Linked DNA regions of Mus musculus: region 2 is linked to region 1. The links are chromatin contacts, called in public Hi-C maps. All regions are on one chromosome and are shown on one strand. The core of a region is the stretch at or near the end of the contact, and the rest is flanking DNA. Distances in the headings are between cores, read along the strand shown. Region 1 holds the start of Dgcr2 (DiGeorge syndrome critical region gene 2). Region 2 overlaps Prodh (proline dehydrogenase).

What was found. Hi-C and Micro-C count contacts between places; a contact is called where the count stands out from the background.
Region 2: a Hi-C map of liver shows a contact between it and region 1, with 2.1 times the contacts expected there. The contact joins the enhancer-like site here to the promoter of Dgcr2 in region 1. A contact is called at or near these places in 1 of 484 Hi-C or Micro-C datasets (liver), 2 of 115 datasets of contacts at active chromatin or transcription factors (hepatocytes and pancreatic cancer cells) and 5 of 9 other capture datasets (adipose tissue, embryonic stem cells, liver and 2 more).

The regions. Positions count from the first base shown.
Region 1 is chr16:17,887,286-17,894,075 of GRCm38.p6, reverse strand. Dgcr2 (DiGeorge syndrome critical region gene 2) reads left to right here and starts at 2,348. Exons shown (of 10, transcript NM_010048.3): 1 at 2,348-2,690. The coding sequence starts at 2,612.
Region 2 is chr16:18,079,492-18,086,281 of GRCm38.p6, reverse strand. It overlaps Prodh (proline dehydrogenase), which reads left to right. Exons shown (of 14, transcript NM_011172.2): 2 at 1,527-1,735; 3 at 4,717-4,751; 4 at 5,207-5,356; 5 at 5,755-5,819; 6 at 6,000-6,116; 7 at 6,291-6,370. Among named protein-coding and RNA genes, the nearest start is that of Prodh, 6.3 kb to the left of the region's middle. Within about 2 kb of position 2,706, at least 73 of the 459 cell types and tissues checked have an H3K27ac peak or open chromatin away from gene starts, as enhancers often do. A contact at or near this core is called in adipose tissue, hepatocytes and liver, where this site is marked.

The DNA of each region.
Region 1 (6,790 bases), core at 1,099-3,598:
CTGGAGCAGACTGAAGACTGTACACGAAACAGGGAACAGAATGGCTTCATGCTTGGCTCCAGCCTGAGGTGAGAGAGGCTTATGAGACACAAAGGTCTGCTCATGTTTCTAATCCTAGAAATTGATCTGCTCTACAGTGGCATGGCTCATTATCAATCAGGTCAATCTAGGGCATCCAGTGTGGGTGGTCCTATCAGTCAAGGGTCCCAGGCAGAAATAGAAGATACACTCATGCAAGGATAGTAGAAGGAAGTCTTGATAAAGGGGTGCTTTAGAAAGGTTGGAGCAAAATATAGGGAACTCTGTAGGTGATGCAGTTCCCTAAGGTAGTAGCAGACTCCTGACTCACATGGTAGAGTAGGGAACAGAAAGGGCCACCCTGACAGTAACCTTTGTTAGAGGAAAAAACGCCAGTCTGCAGTGACTCTACAGGCCAGTGGTAAGGAAGCCAGCGTTCATGAGACCCTACCCTTCAGCTCTTGATTCTGTCTACACAGGTAACCCTTAAAGTCACTGAGAAGGTGACTTCAGTGGGTGAAGTCACAAAGGAGTAATGCCCAGGGGGAAATGAGGCTATTGCCTGGGGTGCTTGGACTTAGAACCTGGAAGGTCTGTCAGTGTACTGGAGCATACTGAAGGTGAACAAACTCGTTTGTGCTTGGCTCCAGCCTGAGGTAAGGGGCTTCACCTTTTTTTTTTAAAAGATTTATCTATTTATTTTATGCATATGAGTACACTGCAGCTGTACAGATGGTTGTGAGCCTTCATGTGGTTGTTGGGAGTTGAAATTTTAGGACCTCTGCTTGCTGCTCACTCCGGCCCAAAGATTTATTTATTATTATAAGTACACTGTAGCTGACTTCAGATGTACTCATTGCAGGTAGTTTTGAGCCACCATGTGGTTGCTGGGATTTGAACTCAGGACCTTTGGAAGAATAGTTAGTATTCTTACCTGCTGAGCCATCTCACCAGCCTGGGGCTTCACCTTTTAAAAGAGCACTTTTGAATGTGTTTTGGGCCCTGAGACAGACCTGGGCCGACTTCAGGTTCTTTATCTCCTGGCCCAGTGGTGGTAGTGGTGGTGGTGGGTTAAGGAGTTAACTCTGTGCTTTCATTGTACCGCTCAGCCAGACTTCTCACTTCCTGTCCTGCTCTTTTCTCTTCCAAACCTTTCCTGGACTCTTAACGGCGGCTCTGCAGGTGGACAGTTGGCAGGAAGACTGCACTTGGCTGAGTTCCCTCCAAAGGACCTGCCCAACTCAGAGCTCTGGCTGAGCTCCCAGGGCAGATTTGCAGTGGGGGTGGGTATGGGGGCAGAAGGCTAGGCCTGGATCTTGTACTCAGTGCTGGGAATGTGCCATAAAACTATCTGAGTGCCCAGAGCAGCACTGGACAGGTACCCTTGCTTCTGCCAGCAAGGAACCCCCCATCTGTTGTGACAAGTCCTATGTCCAACATCTTGGGCCAAGACCTGGTAAAGTTGGAATGTCTGACGACTTGACCTTGACTTTACCTACCTATAACAAGTTAGCATCTTTCACTCATGGCTCCATGTATCTATCGTAGGTTGAAATCCTGGGACTTTGGTGGAGGGGCAATAAGAGTGAGTCAGATATGCTGGAGGTGACTGGCCTTCCCCACTTTTCACTTCCTTCCCCTGAACAGATTGGTTTTTCATTTGCTGTCTCTCCTTCCACGTTCATGCTGTTCATGAAGGCAGGTGTGAGTTTAGCATGTGGAGCCTTGTTCCCAGGCTTTAGCCCTGTCTCTGCCTGGGCTTTTTTTCTCCATTGTATAGGCAGCTCCTTCCCCAGATCTGGTCCAGAGACTCTGGGCTTCTCTGTTAGATTCTGACATCCATTAAGCCATTTCCTCCTCTGTTGATATTCTTTGTGCCATTCCCTGATCCACAGAGACTGCTGGTCCTTTATTTTCACTAGAGCTCTTCACTTTCTTCACAGCCGTTCGGCGTTTAGAAGACCACTTTAGGGAATATGTTGGCACTGGGACAGACCTGGGCCTCCAGGAGTAAAGATCGTTCAGGTCCAGCTATACCTCCTCAATTCACTAATCCCGGATTCCCCACTCCTACCCACCCCAGACCCTGGCGCCAGCACTGTCAGTCCTTGTGACCCTACCAGCACTAGGGACCCCTTTTGGTACCTCGCTGCCAAGGCTGCGTCCCACCTCTCGGTTCAGCCAATGGCACGCCTCATTTCCTGCTAGCCCCGCCCTTGGCCCCGCCCACTCGCTCATTCCCTAGGCCTCTCGTGCTCATGCCCCGCCCCGCGTCTGGAGCTCGGGTCCTACCTCCCTCCGCCACCCCACCCCCCGCCCAGCTCGGCGTTCATTGGTTAGTGCGGGCCGGAGGCGGGGTGGCGCGGGCCGGAGCAGGACGGCCGCCATCTTGCGCGAGCCGGAATCTCATCCCGCTCCTGCGGCCTAGAGTGCGCGCGAGTCGGTGGCGTTCTCTTGCCGCGGCCCAGCTGGATCCCTCGCCTGCCGCCCCTCAGCCCCAGGTCGGAGTCCGGCCTTCACCCACTCCTCTCGGCCAGGTCCGGCCTCCCCGCGGGGTCACGCGGCTGCCCCGGGGACGATGAACGGAGGATAAATGGTGCCCAAGGCAGACAGCGGTGCCTTCCTGCTGCTCTTCCTGCTGGTTCTCACTGTCACCGAGCCGCTGCGGCCAGGTGCGCGGTGCTGAGGGTGGGGGCGCGGTCGGGGGTGGGGCTGCGGACGTCCGTTCCCCCGCGGCTGCTGGGGGCTACTGCTCCTCGGCCCGGCACAGGCGAGGCCTGGCCGCGGGCCTCTGGGCGTCCCCTGCCCTGGCACAAATTGGAGTGTACCAGGGTTCGGAGCCTCGAGGATGTTGCCTTTAGACCCAGGTCCACCGAGCGCCGCGTGCTCTGGGACCCACTGGCCAGGAGCTGCGTCTCGGGCGCACCCTTCTGCTTGGCTGAGTGGAAGTCTTGGAAGCAGCTTGTGGAGGCACCTGGTGCCCCAAGTGTCCGCCCAATTGTGGCCTAGTGCCAGCGTTTCAGCCCTGGACAGCGATGTCTGGTTGCTCATTGCCACTTAGTGAAACGCTTTATCACAGAAGTCCAGCCCTGCCCAAAGGAGGTACTGGGAGTAAACTGAGTACCAGGTGCAGGGGAGAGTCCTTTCAGCGGTGCCTGGCACTTAGTGCTTTGTGTGGTGTGATTAACTACTTTTGATACTCCCTTGGAGTTTTGTGTGGTGGGGAACCTCAGGTCCCTTTTCTGCTTATTTCAGATACTTCTGAACTGTGCCCCCCCCCCTGCAAAAAAAAACCTTCACTGCACCCTACTTCCGCAACAAAGCCAGGTCAATTTATCCATCAGGCACAGGAATACCAGTACAGCCTCACTGTCCCTTTAGGGATCCCAGCAGGGATGTCTTGTCTGTGAACTTTCAGAGACTCCTCTGTACTAGGGCGGTGGTAAGTAGAGCTCTTAATGCTTTTAGCAGAGGAAGGTTCCCATGAAGGAATGCCCCAGGCAAGTCTTCTATGGGTGACATCATGACTGGGTGTCAGAACAGGTGGGTGCACCCTCAGCAGTGTCCTATCTCAGCTCCCATCCTGCAACATATTTCAATGCTTGGCTTTGTGCTTTTGTCCCATGTGGAAATGTCTGCCAGAGCCTCAGTGACCAAGCCCAAGACAACACTCAACTGAACAGAGCGTTTCCCTGGGCTCCAGGAAGGGAAAAGCCAGCTGCTCTGCATAGTGAACTGACTGGTTGTAAAGTAGCCCGCTAGGAACCCTTGTGGATATGATTCTCTTGTCAGGCTAAAGGGTTTGTGGGTTCTTACCTTTTACATATTGGTAAACATGTTTGTATACTTCTGCATACAGTGAACCCATTCTGATTGTTGGGTCCAGTTTTGCAGGTGAGGTCCAATGCCCCTTGCCAGTCTGTTCCTATATCCTGCCAGCTGGCTGAGAGCATTTCAGAAAGGACATGTGAGTTCTTGCTGCCTGCCCAACGATAGAGGTATTCGAATGCAGAACACACAACCCTCTCTTTAGAAGTGCTCAGTATAGAAGAAGAGAGCAAGTATGAATTCTTCAGTATATTGCTGTGTATTGGGCATCCCCAGAAAGATGGCAGAGGCCATCCATGTGCACATGCGCAGCAGGGGAGCCCTCATACGATCTAAATGGGACCTACAGTGGAAGAGGCTCCAGTGGAGGGAGTAATGGGACCTTGAATCCATGGCTTTCTAGGCTGGAGCTTGGCATCAGTCCCACAGTTCTGTCTTAAGTTGTCCTGCAGAACCCTAAGCACCCTAATGTCCCTTGATGATGTGGGCAGCAAAGACAGGGATTGCTGGGTTAGATTTTTTTTTTATTAGATATTTTCGTTGTATACATTTCAAATGCTATCCTGAAAGTTCCTTATACCCTCCCCCCTCCGCCCTGCTCCCCTACCCACCCACTCCCTCTTCTTGGCCCTGCCATTCCCCTGTACTGGGGCATATAAAGTTTGCAGTACCAAGGGGCCTCTCTTCCCAGTGATGGCTGACTAGGCCATCTTCTGCTACATATGCAGCTAGAGACATGAGCTCTGGGGGTACTAGTTAGTTCATATTTTTGTTCCACCTATAGGGTTGCAGACCCCTTCAGCTCTTTGGGTGCTTTCTCTAGCTTCTCCATTGGGGGCCCTGTGTTCCATCTTATAGATGACTGTGAGCATCCACTTCTGTATTTGCCAGGCACTGGCATAGCCTCACACGAGACAGCTATACCAGGGTCCCTTCAGCAAAATCTGTCTGGCATATGCAATAATGTCTGGGTTTGGTGGCTGATTATGGGATGGATCCCCAGGTGGGGTAGTCTCTGGATAGTCCATCCTTTCGTCTTAGCTCCAAACTTTCTCTCTGTAACTCCTTTCATGGGTATTTTGTTCCCTATTCTAAGGAGGAATGAAGTATCCACCCATTGGTCTTCCCTCTTCTTAGCTTTCATGTGTTTTTTAAATTGTATCTTGGGTGTTCTATGTTTCTGGACTAATATCCACTTATTAGTGAGTGCATATCTAATGAATTCTTTTGTGATTGTGTTACCTCACAGGATATCCTCCAGATACATCTATTTGTCCAAGAATTTCATAAATTCATTTTTTTTAATAGCAGAATAATACTCCATTGTGTAAATGTACCACGTTTTCTGTATTCATTCCTCTGTTGAGGGACATCTGGGTTCTTTCCAGCTTCTGGCTATTATAAATAAGGCTGCTATGAACATAGTGGAGCATGTGTCCTTATTACCAGTTGGAACTTTTTCTGGGTATATGCCCAGGAGAGATATTGCTGGATCTTCCGATAGTACTATGTCCAATTTTCTGAGGAATCGCCAGACTGATTTCCAGAGTGGTTGTACAAGCTTGCAATCCCACCAACAATTGAGGAGTGTTCCTCTTTCTCCACATCCTCGCCAGCATCTGCTGTCAACTGAATTTTTGATCTTAGCCATTCTGACTGGTGTGAGGTGGAATCTCAAGGGTGTTTTGATTTGCATTTCCCTGATGATTAAGGATGTTGAACATTTTTTTCAGGTGCTTCTCAGCCATTCGGTATTCCTCAGTTGAGAATTCTTTGTTTAGCTCTGTACCCCATTTTTTAATGGGGTTATTTGAATTTCTGGAGTCCAGCTTCTTGAGCTCTTTGTATATTTGTATATTGGATATCAGTCCCCTATCAGATTTAGGATTGGTAAAAATCCTTTCCCAATCTGTTGGTAGCCTTTTTGTCTTATTGACAGTGTCTTTTGACTTACAGAAGCTTTGCAATTTTATGAGGTACCATTTGTCAGTTCTCGATCTTACAGCACACGACATTGCTGTTCTGTTTAGGAATTTTTCCCCTGTGCCCATATCTTCCAGGCTTTCCCCTATTTTCTCCTCTATTAATTTCAGTGTCTCTGATCGTATTTGGAGGTCTTTGATCCACTTAGACATGAGCTTTGTACAAGGAGATAAGAATGGATCAATTTGCATTCTTCTACATGATAACTGCCAGTTGTGCCAGCACCATTTGTTGAAAATGCTGTCTTTTTTCCACTGGATGGTTTTAGCTCTCTTGTCAAAGATCAAGTGACCATAGGTGTGTGGATTCATTTCTGGGTCTTCAGTTCTATTCCATTGATTTACCTGTTTTTCACTGTACCAGTACCATGCAGTTTTTTATCACAATTGCTCTGTAGTACAGCTTAATGTCAGGCATGGTGATTCCACCAGAAGTTCTTTTATTGTTGAGAATAGTTTTTGCTATCCTAGGTTCTTAATTTTTCCAGATGGATTTGCAAATTGCCCTTTCTATCTCAGTGAAGAATTGAGTTGAAATTTTGATGGGGATTGCATTGAATCTGTATATTGCTTTTGGCAGGATAACCATTTTTACTATATTAATCCTGCCAATCCATGAGCATGGGAGATCTTTCCATCTTCTGAGATCTTCTTCAATTTCTTTCTTCAGAGACTTGAAGTTCTTATCATACAGATCTTTCACTTCCTTAGTTAGAGTCACACCAAGGTATTTTATATTATTTGTGACTATTGTGAAGGGTGTTGTTTCCCTAATTTCTTTCTCAGTCCGATCCTTTGTGTAGAGAAAGGCCATCGATTTATTTGAGTTAATTTTATATCCAGCTACTGCACTGAAGCTGTTTATCAGGATTAGGAGTTCTCTACTGGAATTTTTGGGGTCACTTATATATACTATCATATCATCTGCAAATAGTGATATTTTGACTTTTTTTTTCTTGTGT
Region 2 (6,790 bases), core at 1,457-3,956, 190 kb before region 1:
GGCTGGCTGACCAGTGAGCTCCAGGAACTCGGCTGTCTCTGCCTCCCTAGGACTGGGATTACAAGTGTATCCTATCTTGTCTGGGTTCCTAGAATCAAACTCAAGGCAAACACATTATAACTGAGCCATCTCCCCCAGCTATCTTTCCTTGTGAGATAAGGTGGTGGTATATAGCTTAGGCTGGCCTTGAACTCATGATCCTCTGTAATTCAGCCTCTCAAATGCTGAGTTACTGGTGTGTCAGCACACTTGTTCAAAGGACCTGCTCACCTGGATAGGAGGCAGTGCTGCCCTGAGCTCAGGCAGTGACATCAAGATGGATTTGAAGTGGTGACTTGTCTCATAGGTGGCCATTCCCTAGTATGCCCCCTCCCGTGGAAAGAATATCAGGATGGATTTGTTTGTTTTTAAATCAGATCTAGATCTGCATGGAGACTGCATGTAAGTGTTGTCAACAGGCACTTCCTTGGAGCCCGTCATCCTGTGGCAGGGCCATGCTGGCCAAGGTGTCTGACTTGTGACTGTTTCCTCGTCAAGAGGGCTCATTGTTCATGGGGCTTGAGGAACCCCAGGCTTTTCCTTTCTGGAGCTGAGTTGGGTGGGCAGGAGTTGGCACGGGTTTCTACAGTGTGTATGCGGGGTTGCTTCTGAGCACTGGTGCCTGCTCCCTGCCATTCCCTACTGCTGTAGCTCTTCTTCCCCTGCTCCACACTTCACCGTCCTGCCCTGCTGAGCACCATCTTTCCTGAGTCTAGGTTAGCAAATGTCCCTCATCCCAGGCCACGATCCCGCCTGCTAGTCTGCCTTCATTATGTGAGGAGTGATGTGTTGTTTCTTCTCCTTGGGCGTCTCTCTTGATGTCTGCTTCCTTTCCTTTCCCCCGGGGGTTTACATTATGTGAGGTGGAGTGACATGTGACAAGGAAAAGGTGGCCAGCTGCATGCAGCTCCTCAGGGCACGTCTGGCACTGTAGCTGGTCAGTCCTGGACAAGGCTGTGAAGTGGACTCCCATTTCATGGTGTCCGGTAGACAGACGTCTCTCCTGCCATCTGAACTTAGTGTGTGGCTACTGCTCAGTGGCTGTGTATGGTTGGCCTCACAGCAAGCCCCATTCTGGTGTTTGACTGAGAGAACAAATCATTGAGAAAGACATCACTGTAGAGAATTAACTCTGCTTCCCCACCCCCCAGCCCCAAATGACCACTAAATGTCACAGAAATGCAGTCCCTGGGGAGACTGGCTGGATTCCCCCTTTACCCACCAAGGGGTGATTGGCCCTGGGGTGATTCATGAGCCAGCCCCCTGGGAGAAGAGTCTTAAGGGGAACAATGTGCTTAGAGCCTCCAAGAGCTTGAGAAGTGGCGCCTTGGTCTTCCCGTGCTGCCCTGGATGGAGGATTGGTTCGCAGTGGCTGTGACAGTGGAAGCAGCCTGTTCTAAGATGGTCTCTATATAACATGCCGTGTACAGGTGTTGCACGGGATGGGGAGACAGGCGGCCACATAGCTGCTTCCCTTTGCTTTTCAGTTGTTCCAAGTTGCCAGGAAGCTTCTGGGGCAAAGGATGTTCGAGAGATTGATGAAGATGACCTTCTATGGCCATTTTGTGGCTGGCGAGGACCAGGAGTCTATCAGGCCTCTGATCCGGCACAACAAAGCCTTTGGTGTTGGCTTTATCCTGGACTATGGAGTGGAGGAAGATCTGAGCCCTGAGGAGGCGGAGCGCAAAGAGATGGAGTAAGACCCGCTTTTCTGGTGTTGCAAGGCACAGGTGTGACCCTGAAATGCACCAGGGTTTCGGCCTCAGCTAGGTGGTGGCCAAGACTGGGAGAGCCTTTGATCTGATTGCCAGCAGCCCTCATGAGTTGTGCCTGGAATTCTTGCTTCCTGCAGACAGGAGCGCTGTGCTTTTGTGGGCCTGCACCAGTGGAGGGTTGAGGGATAGAACTGCAAACTCTGGCCCTGGCCATATCCCGCTCCCCACATAGTCCTGTACAGTTTGAGGCTGTAGCTTTGAATTCTGAGTGGTTGAAAAGTATCAAAACAAGAACTATATTTTTTATAAAAACTATATAAAATTCAAATTGTCTTTTCAATTTGCAAGGGCAGAGTGGTGTAGTCATACATCTTTTAAGGCTGAGGACATGTGCTACCTTCCACTCCCAGAAGCATTTGGTGACCCCTGACTTCCCACTACAATCTGCCTTTCTAAGGAATCCTGACTGGACCTGCGGGTTCCAGCTAGTTCTCAGACAGTTTCCTAACCTGATGATGGCTGTGCCTGCAGGGCATAGAACCTTGCTGACTGGGCTCAGCCTGGCACCACGGTAAAGAGGATTGTAGCGGGCAGCCGTGTCATGTGACAGGCAGCCTGGAGTTCCCCCCGCTGGCACCAACTTGCTGCAAGGCCCTTCCCCAGGCAGCGAGCTTTCGCACAGCTCATGGACCTGCCTTCTTGGCAGCAGGACAGAGTGGCCTCATTCTGCCCTCTGGGGTGGTAGCTGACACACTGGAGGCCTAAGCAAAACCAGCCCTTTTTTGCAAAGTGCTGCTGCCTGTGACCCTCCCGGACAGGCCCTCGCTTAGGTTTTGGGTCCGCAGTCTCTGGCTGCAGCTGTTCAACCCCTGTGAAGCTTAGAACAGGGCCGTCCGTCCGTGTCAGACCTTTGGCTTGCCCTGGCTCCTCCCCAGGTAACTAACAGGAGGAGTTGGAGAGGGCTTGGCAGTCATGTGAGGCCACTGGCCCTGAGAACAGAATGTTCGGGCCTGGCCTCAGCCTGGGGAGCCCAGCTCCCTGCTTTGTGATTGGCCATTCTGAAGGCGGGGTGACCCAGCCCCAGTATCCCCTTGTGATCCTCACCGATGCTTTGGGGAGTTGGCTGCAAGCCTTTACCAAGGCTGCTGTTGAATAACCAAATGGATTCCACAGCCTCGGCCTGGAAAGGGTGAGCACTGAGTGCTCTCACCCGGGACTGCCTTGCTGTGAGAATGAATGGTAGGCCTGCCGGACTGCCTGCCGGACTGCCTGCCTGCCTCTTGTCTGTGCCTTTCTGTTGGCTGTTCAGCTTGTCATGGCTGTTTGCCCCACAGGAGCTTTGCTTGGGCTCTGAAGCATCAGAAATAGACCCTTCCAGACCTACCAGTACCCACCCTCCTATGCCAACCAGCAAGTGGTGAGGATGCAGATGCAGCTCTCTGCCTGTCTGTGTCTTAAGAGGCTGCCTGTCTTACACCGTAGCCTTACCAGAGAAGAGGGTGAAATGCCACTGTATGATGAGGCTCTGAGTCTGTCAAGGGATGCCTGACAATCCCCACATGTCACCTCCCCAAAGAGAGAAGAGCTTACAGCGCCCTGACCAGGAGTGACCAGCCCCACAGACTCTTGTGGGCAGCCACTTGAGTGTTCCTTGCAGGGAGGTACCCAGACACTGAGACCTGTCCCTAGCTAATGGAAGAAGGCACAGAATGCATGGAGACCAGACTTGGTAGTCATGCCTGCTGGTTAAACACATGTTATCTACACTGTGGGCTATGGAGTTATATAACCAACCCTGCCATCAGGGGTCACTGAGGACTTGACAGGATTTCTGCTTAGGGAATCACTGTGCCTGCCTAGCTTTGCACTGGTAGCCCTTAGGGGACTTTTGTGTGGTTGTACCTGGGACTGCTCTTATGGAACCCATACCCTCCAGGGACCTTGGCTCTCTGTCTCTGAGGGAAGGTGACACATGGGGATTGCCTACTTCCTTATTACAGACTATTACAGACTCAGGACATTGTCGCCAAATGACATTGGATCCTCCTTTCTTGCTACATGTTATCAGTATGAGGTCAATGGAGCAATAGCTGTCTGCTCAGCTTCTGCCCCCTGGGCTGTGGCCTTGTGGGCTTAGGTGCTTGTGGGAGGCCCCAAACACTCAAGGATATGGCCAAACCTCACCATAATTTCTGGCCCAAAGTCTCCAGATAAGGCCCTGGTACAGGAGAGGAGGGCCCAGGACAAGGCTTCTTGGCATTGTTGCTTGGTAGCCTAGAGTTACTGTAGGGGTAGTGAGGCTCTTTGGTGGATAAGGCTCATTGATGGTGAGACCCAGAAGGTGCAATTACCGCCCCCCTCTCCACTTCTTGCTTGGAAGAATGCTGGGGAAGAAACACTTCTCCTTCCTGTGGGGCCTCACATCCTGCTCTGCCCTCTTGAGGACTTGGATGCTCCAAGTGTGGTGGGAACCTGTGAGGTTTGTTTTTTCTTCTTTGTTGGTTTTTGTTTTTCAAGACAAGGTCTTTCTGTGTAGCCTTAGCTGTCCTGGAACTCATAGAGATCTGCTCCCAAGCGCTGAGATTAAAGGCATGTGCCACTACTCCCTGGCTTGAGGTTCTCAGAGTCTTAGCAGGGGCTGGGTGGAAGAAGCCTGAGTAGATAGGATTCTGTGCTGGGGACCATAGTGTTGGGGTGAAGGCACTGTTGCTGGGCTGGATGAGTCCTTTGTACAGGGTGGCTTCTGCCACTGTTCCTCTCCTTGCCTGACCTTCCCAGGAAGAAATGCTGTACACACAGGATGCCTGAGGTTCGTGGGGGGATGACCCCTCCCTGGGTCAGGTGGTCACGCCATGCCTGATGTGAGCCAGCCTTCGTTCAAGCTCATGATCAAGTCCAATGCTCAGCGGCCTCCTGGTGGCCTCAGGGAGCATAACCGACCTTTGCCTCCTCTGTCCTGCAGGTCATGCACTTCTGAAGCAGAGAGAGATGGCAGTGGTGAGTTTGGGAACCAGTGCTCTCCTCACTCAGCACATAGTCTGATGGCCATGGAGACATCTGGGCTTAGGGCCTATGCCAGCCTTTGGGCAAGGGACAGGCCGGAGGCTGCTTCCTGTGGCTTTGTGTACTGTCATGTATCTGGTGAGGTACAGGCTCCTTGTATTTTTAAGAGCTCGTCCAGGCACACTCAGCGTCCTTGGCCTTCACTGGACCACAGTCCAGGCCTTTGTGATGGAGGCTCTATTTGCCTGGCCTGGTTTGTTCTATGATGAGGTTTAGCCAGGGGAATATCAGTGCCTATCAGGAGAGCAGCCGCAGCAAGGCCTAGTTGGAGCCCATCTTGAGGGTTATAGGCTCTGGGCTGTCGGCTTATGTATGCTGGGACTGGCAGGGTGTTGAAGCTATGAACCCGGTTGGCATTTCTAATAGGGCCATGCATCTACCTCTCCCAGGAGCAAATAAGAGGGAGAAGCAGTATCAGGTGCACCCCGCCTTTGGAGACCGCAGAGATGGTGTCATCAGTGCCCGCACCTACTTCTATGCCAATGAAGCCAAGTGTGACAACTACATGGAGAACTTACTGCAGTGCATCAAGGCCTCAGGTGGGGCCCCTGCTAGGTGGAGCCTTGGGCTTGTGTAGGCAGCTCATTGGCATTTTGATGCGGGGCATCTGCTTGTTCCTGACTGCTCTCTCTGGGGTTGTGTGCCCCAGCCCCTACTCCAGTTGTCATTTCTGTGTTCTGTGGCCCATACATGGATGGCTATGGTGTGGAAGGCATTAAGAGACCACCAGCAGTGTGCAGATCTCTGACTTCTTTGCCTGGTGTCTTCTTGCATACAAAGGGTGTTTCATCAGCCCTCCCCATGTGGAAGGGCATTTAGGGGACTGGGCTACTGGGCTGTTTTTAAAGACCAGGCAGCTGTTAGCGGCACGTGGCCCTCCCTAACTCAGCCATCCCTCTCCTCAGACACTCGTGGCTCTTTCTTTGGATTCTGATAGGTGGAGCCAGTGATGGTGGTTTCTCAGCCATTAAGCTCACTGCACTGGGGAGACCACAGTTTCTGGTAAGTGGTGGCGCATTTGATCTGCAGAAGCTCTGCAGATCTTAGGGCTTCCATGTGCACTGAGAGACTGCAGATGTGCTCATGTGTGGGCAGCTGTGAGCTGGGGCTACAGAGGCTGTCCCAGGGCTGGATGGAGGAGCTGGGCGAACACTGCAATGAGGCTCACACCTGCACTGGCAGCTGCAGTTCTCAGACGTGCTGACCAGGTGGAGACGGTTCTTCCATCAAATGGCTGCAGAGCAGGGACAGGCTGGGCGTGCTGCTGTAGACACAAAGCTGGAGGTGGCGGTGCTCCAGGTGAGCGGCCCTTCCCCTTCCCCTGGCTGATGTGGGAAACAGCAAAGATGGAATAGAAATGGGGGCCCAGAACGAGTCCTGCTGTCCTAGATGATGTGATACTGTCAGATAGGCCTGTGGTGGGGCGAGTGCCAGTGGAGAGACAGCAGTACTGACTCTTTCTCATGTCTCAAGGACAGCATCGCAAAGATGGGCATCGCATCCAGGGCTGAGATTGAAGGGTGGTTCACGCCAGAGACGCTGGGAGTGTCTGGGTAAGAGCTGACATCTACCCTGGTGTAGTCACAGTCTCACCTGAGCCCCAGTGGCTTCTATTCCTGGTCATTTCCCAGGAAGGATGGGTCAAGGGCGCGACAGTGTCGAGGGAACTACTTTCTCGAATTACTCAACAGAAGCTGATAGCAAGCTGGGATTCCCCCGGGTATAGGTAGCCTGGACACAGGACTTCTTAGAAAATGACCTGGGTCCTAGAGCATCTTCCTAAGAGCCACACTGGTAGATAAAGTTGGGATGTGGGCTTGAGGTAGAGCTGCTGACTCTCAGATGGCCCTGCCAGCCCTGCACAGTAGCTTCTCCAGCCTCCTGGAGAGATGACTGCATTCTGCCAGCCCTGCATCTTTGGCTCTTCCTTAAGGCTGACCTGACCACGGAATGAATTTTCTGCATACTTCATG